Linked DNA regions of Mus musculus: all the other regions are linked to region 1. The links are chromatin contacts, called in public HiChIP or PLAC-seq and promoter capture Hi-C maps. All regions are on one chromosome and are shown on one strand. Each heading gives the region's core, a stretch centred on a gene start, on an enhancer-like site or on the middle of the called end of the contact. The rest is flanking DNA. Distances are from core to core; before and after follow the strand shown.

Region 1 (3,498 bases), core at 548-3,047:
TAAACCAAAACTCAAGACTCTCCAGCGGCTGATCATTTTCTTAGTGTTTATTGACTCAAAATGTCTTCCGTATTCGGCTTTCTGTGTGGTCTGCAGGCCCTGGCAACTTTTCCAGTTGCACCTGCCGTTCCTCTTCACCCTTCCATTCGGGCTCCCTCTTAGACCAAGGCTCGCGCTTCGGGCTGGCTGCAGCGTTCCTTCCCATTGGTCTGGCTGGCTGCAGCGTTCCTTCCCATTGGTCTGGCTGGCTGCAGCATTCCTTCCCATTGGTGTGCTTGAGGCTGGCTCCTCACACGTCAGGTCTAAGATCACGTGGCATGGGGTCACATCCTTGGCAAAGGCGTCTGTCTTGGACTGTCTTTTCTGAAGCGTGACCCGACCCCCCCCCCCCATCTTTTAGTGTTCCTTGTTGCAAGAGCTTCATTTCCTTGAGGGCGCATGCCTCAGACTGAAGTTCCATATGTATTTATTTATCTGCGGCATGAAGTCTTCGTGAGAGCAAGGGCCCTCTCTGTAAGTACTCATCTATCAGTTACCCGCTCATTCATTACTCATCGAGTATGCGGGATACCAGGCCCCGGGGGAAAAAGCTTCCCTAGGGGGACACACATTCTAAACATGGGGGATATATACCAAGTCCATCACATAGCAGGCAGTCTGTTTAGAAGTGCAGCGATCCACTTTCCCTACTGTAGGTTCCAACCCCCCCCCCCACCCTCTCCTGCATCTTCCTCCTGAATGTAAGCTTCATGAGGGTGGGGATTTTAAAAAATATTTAAATTATATTTAAAATATAATTTTATATTTTATAAATATACACGGCCAGAAGTGCTGGTCTGATGCGCAGTTACAGGTGGTTGGACAAGGGTGCTGGGGATCCATCCTGAGCCCTTTGCAAGAGCCGCGTGCACGCACCTAACCACTGAGCCGTCTCTCTAGCTCCCGGAGATCAAGCCTTTGTTTTTTAATCTCCTCGGTAGTCTACAGTCATCACTGAACCAACAAGCCCATATCTATTCAGTATTTGAGAAGCAAATGGGTTTCCAGATGTGAGTCGGTTTTTGTTCGTTTGTTTACACATTTCGAACCAGACAACCTTGATTCAGATCTTGGTGTCGCCTCATACTGACACATAATCTTGAAAAAGTCACGCTCTATGATCTCAACTTTCTCAACTGTGTAATGGCATTAGAATGGTGTGTGTCCCCTAGGGCAATAGTGAAGATGAACAGAGTCCCAGAGAGAGGCACACATGGCACCTGGTCTTAAGTAGCCACTGACAACTATGCTGGTGGTTGTGCAAAAACTTGGACGGGGCAGAGTTCCAAATCTACTTACTCCGAGTAGCCGGAGGCTACTGTAGAGGCACGAGCGTCAGTAAGAGAGAAGTGAATTTCATATTACTGAAAGTAAACGGCAACATTCCAAAGGCCCAACAACGTTTCAGGTAGATGAAGAGTGCTCTGTCATTGGAGGGAGCTGGGAGTTTATGTTCAGAGTAGTCAAGGTAGGAAAAACTTAAGCAACTGAGGGAACAGAGGAGCCAAGGGTTCCTGGGTTACAGTCTCAGCCGTGGGCAACGGATGCGTTGAGAGTGCCGACCTGAACACCGGCACCGGCCGATGGATCTTGTCGACGGGGTGCGAGAGTGGGGGATGGGCACGCCAAGGCCGGCGGGCCCAGGGAACCGGGCCGCAGCGCGCGACACCACCAGCAGGGGACGCCTCGAGACCGCGGAACTCGCGCCCGGGGGCCTGACGTCAGCGCCCCGCTCGTTCGGGCTCCCGCTCTGGACTCGGCGCCAGTCCCGCTCCGCGCGGCACTGCTCCACTACGGCTCCCGCTCGCCTTGGGCTCCCGGTCGGGCTCCGGAGGCGTCGCCTCCCCAGCTGCGGGTCTCCAGGACCTAGGCGGCGGCCATGGCCCGGGCTCAGGCTCTGGTCCTGGCGCTCACCTTCCAGTTCTGCGCGCCTGAGACCGAGACTCCCGCAGGTAAGCGCGCGCGGTCCCTCCAAGCTTATCCCGCGAGTGCCCGGGGGGCCGGGGATGGCTTGTCGCTGGTGTCGGAGTGCTCCAAGCTTCTGTGGCCGCTGTGTCTGTAGTTTGTGTGCAAACTGAGGTTGAGTGTGTACCGCGGATGCGAGTGTGCTGGTGTGAGTGTCGCCTGCGTGGAGCACCGGGTGTGCGCTGGCTCATGTTTGTCCACGCTGCCAAGTGGGTTGTGTATCTGAGTTTCAGTGGCTTGGCTAGAGTTGCGTCTGATCCTGTGTTGCATTTGTTGGCTTTTTTTTTTGTATTCCCTAGGCGGGAGTACTGTTTGTTGCTGGTGCGTTTGAAAACCCGCGTGTTTGTTTATGCCTGTGCTGTGAGGACTCGGTGGATTGTGCCCAAGTGTGGGCCCGAGTGTGTGTGGTGTGTGTGTGTGTGTGTGTGTGTGCAGTCGTGGGAACCGGGTCGGAACCTGTGTGAGCTCTGTGCCCACGAGTGACCCTGTGGGAGTATTTGGGGTGTACGATGCTGTGTGGGTCCGTGTGAATGTCAGGGATGCGGGGAATACGTATGGGGGAGCGTGTCTGGAGTGGATGTGAGTGTGTCGGTGAGCGATGGTTTCGTGGCTAGGGACGCTGCGAGCTTGGGGTGCTCCTAGGCCGTGGTCGAGTGTGGCCGGGACCCGAGGGTGTGTGTGCATGTGTGTGTGCATATGTGAGTGTATGTGTGATCGCGCGCGCGCGTGTGCGTGGCGCACCCGGCCGGAACAAGTTGTCGCGGCGGCGTCCCCCGGAGGCTGGGGCGGCCCTGCGGCTGGCGAGGGAAGGAACGGGGAGAGACGTGGCTGTAGCCGCCGACTCCGACATTTCGGGCGGTTTGTTGTTTCGCAAGTTCCGAGCGGCGCTGGCTGGCGGCTGATCCGAGGAGGCGCCAGGGCCGCGGGGCGCCCGGGATGGGGAGGGCCGTGGGGCGCACCCGGTTGCGGGCGGGGCTGCGGCGTCGGGGCCCCCGCAGGGCCTGGCTGGAGGCCTCGGGACAGCGTCCCCATCGTAGCTCGTCAGAGGCGTTGGGGACGCCGCGGTCCCCGGGGACGCTGCCTGCGTCTGCTTTGCAACTTTGTGCGGCCTCCCGGCCAGTCGGGCACGCGCGTGCGGACGTGTGTGTGTTGTGTGTGTGTGCGTGTGTGCGTGTGTGCGTGTGTGTGTGTGTGTGAATGTGTGCATGGGCCTCCCCCTCGGCCTGCGGTGAGATCCCGTGCTTGAGTGTGCTTTGGAGCCTGGTGTCCTATGGAGGGTGTGTGCGTGTGCGTGCGTGCGTGTGTGTGTGTGTGTGTGTGTGCATTCCCATGTCTGAGTGTGTGTCCAGTGACTGTCTGTGCGACCGCGAGCGCATCGCATCGTGTGCTCTGTGAATGGAGTGTCAGTGTGCTTCTGTGTGTGCGCGCGCGTGGTCCACCGTCCTTTCCTGAGGCCTGGACCTCAGGCCTCGGCCCCTCTGGCGGGCGTGTGCC
Region 2 (3,498 bases), core at 718-3,217, 780 kb after region 1:
AGGAGCATCTGACAAGGCTGGAGCTCGAGGCTGTGGAAAAGGCAGCTGCCCACAAGAGTCACAGCAACAGCCACAGCCACATGTGGTTGTAGAATCATCACCCACTGCCTGTGGAGATGGGAGCACAGCCTGAGGCTCTCCATATCTGCCACCATAAGGCTCAGTGGCCTCTCTCAAATCAAGCATGGTAAAGAAGATAACCAGTAAGCCCTCCTCCCAGTTCCCGACATTCACAGACACCTTTGGACATGTTCAGCCTGATGCTTGTGTCCCTGGGCTGTGACCCCCATCGGGCTGGTCCTCAGGCTTCCTTCTGACCCAAACTTCCCTTCAACTGAGAGCTCAGACCGGTGACCCTGCCCACAGGGTCCCCATGGCTTTTGAAGGATGGAGAGTGCAGAATTCCTAGAAAGAGACAGAACTCTGTGATGAAGGGGGACAGACCAGGAAGTCACAGCCACAGTATTTACAGTGGACAGGAGCTGAGTGGCCAGCCCCGGGACAGACAGGAATTGAAGGTCGCCAATTACGAGCCCTTCAGAGGATATCCAGAACCCATCACATCTTCAGTCCAAAGTTCTGGGGGGAGGTGACTCCTAAGACTGCGGGTCCCCAAGTTCCACAGTCGGAGCAGGATGCTGGCTGCTGTCTCCTGTCATAGAAGCTCCCACATGGCTCTGCCTGACCATGCGCAGGCTCCAGGGATGCAGAAAGACAGCTGACATTGCTGAGGGCTGCCTTCCCTGTGGCAGTGTCTGCATCTATGAAACAGCCACCAGGAGGAAAACAAAATTATACAGTCTGGAGGTCCACACCTGTGGGACAGGGGCCCCACCCCAGGATCCCTCATCTCTGAGCTAACAGGGGGTGACTAAACATCCTATCGGTTTCTTTCACGGCTTCAGTAAACATTGCCTACGAAAGCAACAAGCGTTTCATTACTTAATGTGTGATAACTAGTCCCATAAATCCAAATTATCCCTGTAAATCTAAATGAAATGCCCAGGTTTAATGTATTCGGGACGCCTAATTAATGAAGCACCTAGCTATGGCCATCGCTAACCTGCTTGCCTCTACCCCAGCACTCATCACAAAGTTGTGTTTGGGGGCGGAGGGGATGAAGTTCAAGGTTCTGGGAAGATGGCTAGCTTCCATGAGCACATCTTCTCAGCACCCCTAGAGCTGCCTAGGCTCCCTCTTATCTGTTCTTCTCTGACCCCTAGAACACTTCCTTGCCATTGTCTGAGGAGGAGGTGGCCAAAACAGCTTATCGATAAAGAAACCCAGAGACAAAATCAAGAGATTTGAGCTGGACACTAACATGCAAGTCATTTGCCCTCATTGAACCTCAGTTTCCCCTTCAATATAGCAAAGGGAGAGATGGATAATCACAAGGTCTTTTCAACAGCTGTAGAAAAGAGGAGGGGGGATAGGGGAGTGGTCTATGAGTATAGAGCTGTGTGACCTTGGAGTTAACCTCTTTCTGACTCAGTTTCCCTATCCATGTATTGGGTACAATAACAGCCTCTGTTCATGGGGCTCTGAGGAGCCTAAGTGTAATCCATAAAGTGACGTGTTTAATACGAACCCCATAAACGTTGCTCTGCAGAGTGGCTACTCCTTAGCCATCTTAAGGCCTCAAATTCTAGGTGGAAACTTGGGGGATGGTGTAGGATGGGAACCAGTTGGAGCTGGAGACAAGCTGAGCTCTTCCCCAGAGGATGGGTGAAGTGACCCTCCCTGGCCCAGATCTGTCCTTCTGTGGTCAGTCCCATCAGAACACTGGAGGGGAATACCCAGTAGCCACGATGTCTCATATGTCCATGTTACTGGGCACTGTTAAGTGTCCCAGGTCAAGGATCTGTACTGTGTCTCCACACCTTCTCTCCCCACTACCCCCACAGCAGACCACCCCTAGGCTGTAAGCCACTCTCTTCTCTCCCTGTTGTTTCCCAGCTGTGACAAGAAATGTCCCATCAGCTCAGAGACACACAGCCATCTGGCTGGTACAGCCCCCTCCATAATCCCCCTCTCCCCCTCCCCTCCGCAGCTGCTGAGCCACCTGCTGAGGCTCTCCCAAGGCTGACACCTGCTCCTCCTGCCCTGGAGATGATACATTTTCCACACGGCAACTTTTATTACTTATTGATTTTCCTTGATCTCTTCCAGCCAGCTCCATTTTTATCTGGTGTAACTAGAAACCACCCACTATGAGATGCAGGGTTTAAAACTTTATAGCCACAAAGAAGGACCCAAGTCAATGGACTGTCACCTCTGAAGGGGAGGGTATCACTGCTGGCTGCCACTGCTGGGCTGGGGGAGGGGAGCTGGGGCCTCCATTCTGGGGAGCTGGGGTTTTGAAGCTGGGTAGAGAGAGGGTGAGCATGGGCTTCTGGGTAACAGGAGGGCCTCAGAGGAGTGAGAGCAGGTGGGACAGGGACCTTGACAGTGCTAAGACAAGGTCATGAGTGACATTCCACCCATTCCCAAGACACCCAGGAGGAGCGGCAGCCAAGCTGTTTTAGGGCTCTGCCATGCAGAAGATGGAGCTGGGGTAAGAACCCAAGCCACACTCTGTGAGGAGTTATGTGGGGTCAGCCTCTGAGGACTCCCAGGGGAAGCTGCTGCAAGTCTATTCCAAGGAGGGAGAGACACTGGACTGGACTTTGGACCTGAAGCCACCAATTACCACAGTCTGTCTCCCCCTCCCCCTCCCCTCCCCCTCCCTCTCCCTCCCTCCCTCTCAGAGACCTTTAACTTGGATCTTTGTTTGTGGCTATAAAGTTTTAAACCCTCAGAGAGAGAGAGGGAGAGAGAGAGAAAGAGAGAGAGAGAGAGAGAGAGAGAGAAAGAGAGAGAGCACCTCCCATACAATCCACATCCAACTGAATCTACCTCTCTGGACAATCTTTTAATAATTCTTTGTATTGTATGTATTATTGTCTATACATAATACAATACACACGAGTCTATAAAGGAAGTAGCAGACAGGGAGAGAGAGAGCCAGAGCCCTAGCATAGAGAGCTGATTTAAAGAAACTGGCTTAGGCTATTAGGAGGCCACCTTGTCCGAATTCTTCAAGCTGGACACGGTCATGGTCAGGAGGCTGGGCCAGGATGCACTGAGCTGAGCTGTGCTCTGGGGACTTCGCAGAGCCAAGCTCTTGCTGGCCAAGCACCACACCCCCGCCCTTCTTAGGAGAAGCCAGAGTGTTTCCTTCCACATCCTCCCTCCAAACGACTGCGCCAGCCTCACCTGCCTTGCCAATCACCCAGTCCTAGCAATGTACTGATTTATATATTAATCTCAGCCCAAATCTACCTTCAGAGACTAGCATTTGATCCCAAAGAGAGTGATAGTGACAGCAGTGGTGACAGAAGGAAGGTAAAAGCCCTGGAGTGACACCTGACTCCTTCCCAGTAGCTTACCTCCTCCAGTTCTCCCTGGCACAGAGCCCTGAGCCAGCTGCTATAAGGCCTGGGCTGTGTAGGACTAATG
Region 3 (3,498 bases), core at 517-3,016, 520 kb before region 1:
GGAGTATTGGGAACCCCCTATGTCTGGTAACTCCACTAGGTGCCTCACCTGCCTAACCACTCCCCACCCTGTCTGGAAAATGAGATTGTGTAGGTCAGGGTTGGTTTTTTTTTTTTTGTTTTTTGTTTGTTTGGTTGGTTGGTTTTGGTTTTTCGAGACAGGGTTTCTCTGTATATCCCTGGCTGTCCTAGAACTCACTTTGTAGACCAGGCTGGCTTCGAATTCAGAAATCCGCCTGTCTCTGCCTCCGGAGTGCTGAGATTAAAGGCATGCGCCACCACTCACGGCTGTTTTTTTTTGTTGTTTTGTTTTTTTTTGTTTTTGTTTTTTTGTTTTAAAGGTCAAGACAAATACTATATATATATATATATATATTTTTTTTTTTTTTTGTTTTTGTTTTTGTTTTTGTTTTTTTGAGACAGGGTTTCTCTGTGTAGCCCTGGCTGTCCTGGCACTCACTTTGTAGACCAGGCTGGCTTTGAACTCAGAAATCTGCCTGCCTCTGCCTCGAGAGTGCTGGGATTAAAGGCATGTGCCACCACGCCCAGCTGACAAATGCCATTTTTACATATGTTTGAGAACAAGGAGTTTCAACAGTCCCTTACAAGGATTAACTCAATATGGCCCACAGCTGAATGAACCTCAGGTTGGTGTCACCAGGCTGGTGTCACCAGAGTGGCTGGTACTGCCTGTCCTCTCTGGCAGGCTGCCCAGTTTCTGCCCAGGGCACCTCAGCAGTGACTCATTTGCTGCTTGGCACTTGGCACATTACCCTTCCCTAAGCGTGAAAAGAAACCAGTAGTCAGAACTTTTTGTTGGATGTTTCTCTGATCCCATGTTCCCGTGGTCCAGATTATTAGGTCTCCCCTTGTTCCTGCAGCTTTGGGGTTAAAACATCTCCAGAAGGTTGTTCTGAAGGTTCACACTGCCCACTGTTTTTCGTGGAGAGAGACTGAGGTCTGAAAAACCATGTCAGAAAGGAGAGGGCAGAGCCAACAAGATGGCTCAATGGGAGCTGGGTGTGGTGACGCACGCCTTTGATCCCAGCACTCTGGAGGCAGAGGCAGGCGGGTTTCTGAGTTCGAGGCCAGCCTGGTGTACAAAGAGTTCCAGGACAGCCAGGGCTATACAGAGAAACCCTGACTCAAAAAACAAAACAGAAAAACCTACACCATCACGCCCAGACAGCCATTCTTTCAAATAAATATTTCACAACAACATTCATCAGGCTTAATTTCATGTCTTAAAAATCTGGGAAACAGCATTAGTGTTTTGTTTTTGTTTTTTCGAGACAGGGTTTCTCTGTGTGGCCCTGGATGACCTGGAACTCACTCTGTAGACCAGGCTGGCCTTAAATTCAGAAATCCGCCTGCCTCTGCCTCCTGAGTGCTAGGACTAAAGGCGTGCGCCACCCTCCCGCCTTCAACCAGGAATCTTAACCACTAAGCCACCTCTCAGGCCCCCTCCATGGGAAGTTTTTAATTGTAGCATCTATGTTCTGTATCAACTGTTCCTTCCACAAACAAAGTAGATTCAAACTCTGGAATCTAGAAAATATTTCTCTAGGCTTTTTTTTTTTTTTTCATTTTGCATATACCAGTGTATCCAGGCCGAGAGGACAAACCTCACAAGCTCAACAATTTCACGCTAAGACCGCCAACACCTTAGTAGGGTAAAAGTTCTCGATCCCATCAGCCTTAGCGCATTTCCAATGCTTCTAAGTGAGCGTAACCCTGCGCAGGCGCAGGCATAGTCGACCACGCCTGACTTCCGGGCGTTACTTAAGGTATAAATATGGCTGCGTCGGCGCGGGTCTGTCTCTCTAGGCGTCGCTCTCTTGGTGTGCTTGTTCTTGGTGAGTACAGTGCGCTGCTCTCGGCTGCTGAGGGTTTGCCCGCGCGGTCCCGCACGGGCTCCGCAGACAGGCAGGGTCGCGGCTGGGCGGACCCGGTGTGGGAGGCCGGGCTCACTAGCCGAGCATGGCGTGAGGTCACGCGCCTCCGAGCCCAGTAACCGTTTTCTTTCGGGGATCCCAACGCTCGCAGGATTATTGCCTGGGAGACTGAGTTGGTCTACGCACTTTCCTTTAATGTTCACTTTAAGAGGACAGGGTCTTTGGTTCCTGCCTTGTGATTTGAAGTGTTAGCCGCCTTCCAGCGTTCGGTTTTAACTTAATCATTTCGCCTTGCTTCCCAGTTATACTTTCTCTTCACCTTGTAACGGGATTTCTGCAGTTTTTTGTTCATTAATCTCCCATTTTTCAGAGGACCCTTTTTTAGGTAGATAATTTCTGGATAGTTTGGTTCCGATGGGGGTGTTGTGTTCTGTTTGCTTCAAGATCTGAAAAGGTGGCTGAAGTCTGTAGTCACAGCACTCTGGAGACAGGCGTTTTTGGGGTTTTTCCTCCAGCTGGAGGTCTGGCAAAAGGACCCTGTGGCATTTTGTCAAAAAAAAAGACATTACCATGACTATCCGACGTGGATATCCCGGGAGGTCACTCTCCCCGGGCTCTGTCCTAGTGGCGAGCGGGAGCTTAGGGCATTGCCCGGTGATGTACAGTCCCTTTCCACAACGTTGGAGATAAAGCTGGGCTTTCGAGTCTGCGCCTGCATATTCCTACGACTTCTCAGAGTCCTGTGGACCATGACTGAGGAGACAAACCATGCAGGAAACAGTTTTTTAAGTCATGCAATCTGGGGGTGCGTCCGAGTACTCTAAGGGTTTAACTTACTGATTAAAGTCTTCTCTTGCAGACCCGGTCAATGATTTCAGGTACTTTGTTGATGGAGGTACGTTCACCCTGAGGCTGGCTTAGTGCTTTCTGCTCCATGTGTACGTTATTAGTGATATACACTGTGTGTGTGGGGGGGGGGGGTGTAGTCGCCTGTTGAAGTTGACTAAACGTTTGGGTGCTAACCAGACATTCCAACGTGGATATCCCGGGAGGTCACTCTCCCCGGGCTCTGTCCTAGTGGCGAACGGGAGCTTAGGGCATTGCCCGGTGATGTACAGTCCCTTTCCACAACGTTGGAGATGAAGCTGGGCTTTCGAGTCTGCGCCTGCATATTCCTACGACTTCTCAGAGTCCCGTGGACCATGACTGAGGAGACAAACCATGCAGGAAACAAAAATTTAAATTCCTAAGGCTTTTGGTATGTCAACTTTAGGAACCTGATGTTTGTGTTGTTTTTTTTTTCCCCTCTTCCAGGAAAGAAGAGAATCAGCGGGGGCACCTACTGAATAGTTATTATATACAGCGTGCTAAAATTTTGTCTGTTACAGCCTCGGCCATTAGAAGCTGGGGCAAGCTTTTCTGCCTACTTAACTCTGGTAAATACATTTCTTTTGATAGGTTATGTCTAGATTTGAGAACCTTCACCATGGTTCTCATTTTTTGAGGTCCCAACAGGTTTCCCCCAGACCATATTATATAAACCATATATGTCATTTTTCTGTTCCCACATTCTCTGTAAGATTATTGTCATAAGTTAAAATCTG

The links. Promoter capture Hi-C pulls out the DNA fragments that hold promoters and counts their contacts. HiChIP or PLAC-seq counts read pairs in DNA pulled down with a chosen protein or histone mark.
Region 2: an H3K4me3 HiChIP or PLAC-seq map of embryonic forebrain shows a contact between it and region 1, with 6 times the contacts expected there. The contact joins the enhancer-like site here to the promoter of Ptpru in region 1. A contact is called at or near these places in 12 of 39 promoter capture datasets (the 3T3-L1 cell line, the C10 cell line, cranial neural crest and 6 more), 10 of 115 datasets of contacts at active chromatin or transcription factors (SST interneurons, craniofacial prominence, embryonic basal ganglia and 7 more) and 1 of 9 other capture datasets (embryonic stem cells).
Region 3: a contact with region 1 is called in a promoter capture Hi-C map of pre-B cells. The contact joins the promoter of Snhg3 here to the promoter of Ptpru in region 1. A contact is called at or near these places in 1 of 39 promoter capture datasets (pre-B cells) and 2 of 9 other capture datasets (adipose tissue and liver).

What each region holds. Positions count from the first base shown.
Region 1 is chr4:131,836,577-131,840,074 of GRCm38.p6, reverse strand. Ptpru (protein tyrosine phosphatase, receptor type, U) reads left to right here and starts at 1,797. Exons shown (of 31, transcript NM_001083119.2): 1 at 1,797-1,991. The coding sequence starts at 1,919.
Region 2 is chr4:131,059,415-131,062,912 of GRCm38.p6, reverse strand. No RefSeq gene overlaps it. Among named protein-coding and RNA genes, the nearest start is that of Gm42317, 4.1 kb to the left of the region's middle. Within about 2 kb of position 1,967, at least 24 of the 459 cell types and tissues checked have an H3K27ac peak or open chromatin away from gene starts, as enhancers often do. A contact at or near this core is called in embryonic basal ganglia and embryonic forebrain, where this site is marked.
Region 3 is chr4:132,351,954-132,355,451 of GRCm38.p6, reverse strand. It overlaps Snhg3 (small nucleolar RNA host gene 3), which reads left to right and starts at 1,766. Exons shown (of 3, transcript NR_003270.2): 1 at 1,766-1,855; 2 at 2,754-2,789; 3 at 3,209-3,498. It overlaps Snora73b (small nucleolar RNA, H/ACA box 73b), which reads left to right and starts at 2,926; the gene lies at 2,926-3,130. It overlaps Snora73a (small nucleolar RNA, H/ACA box 73a), which reads left to right and starts at 2,473; the gene lies at 2,473-2,677. RefSeq lists a cis regulatory region at 1,508-2,027.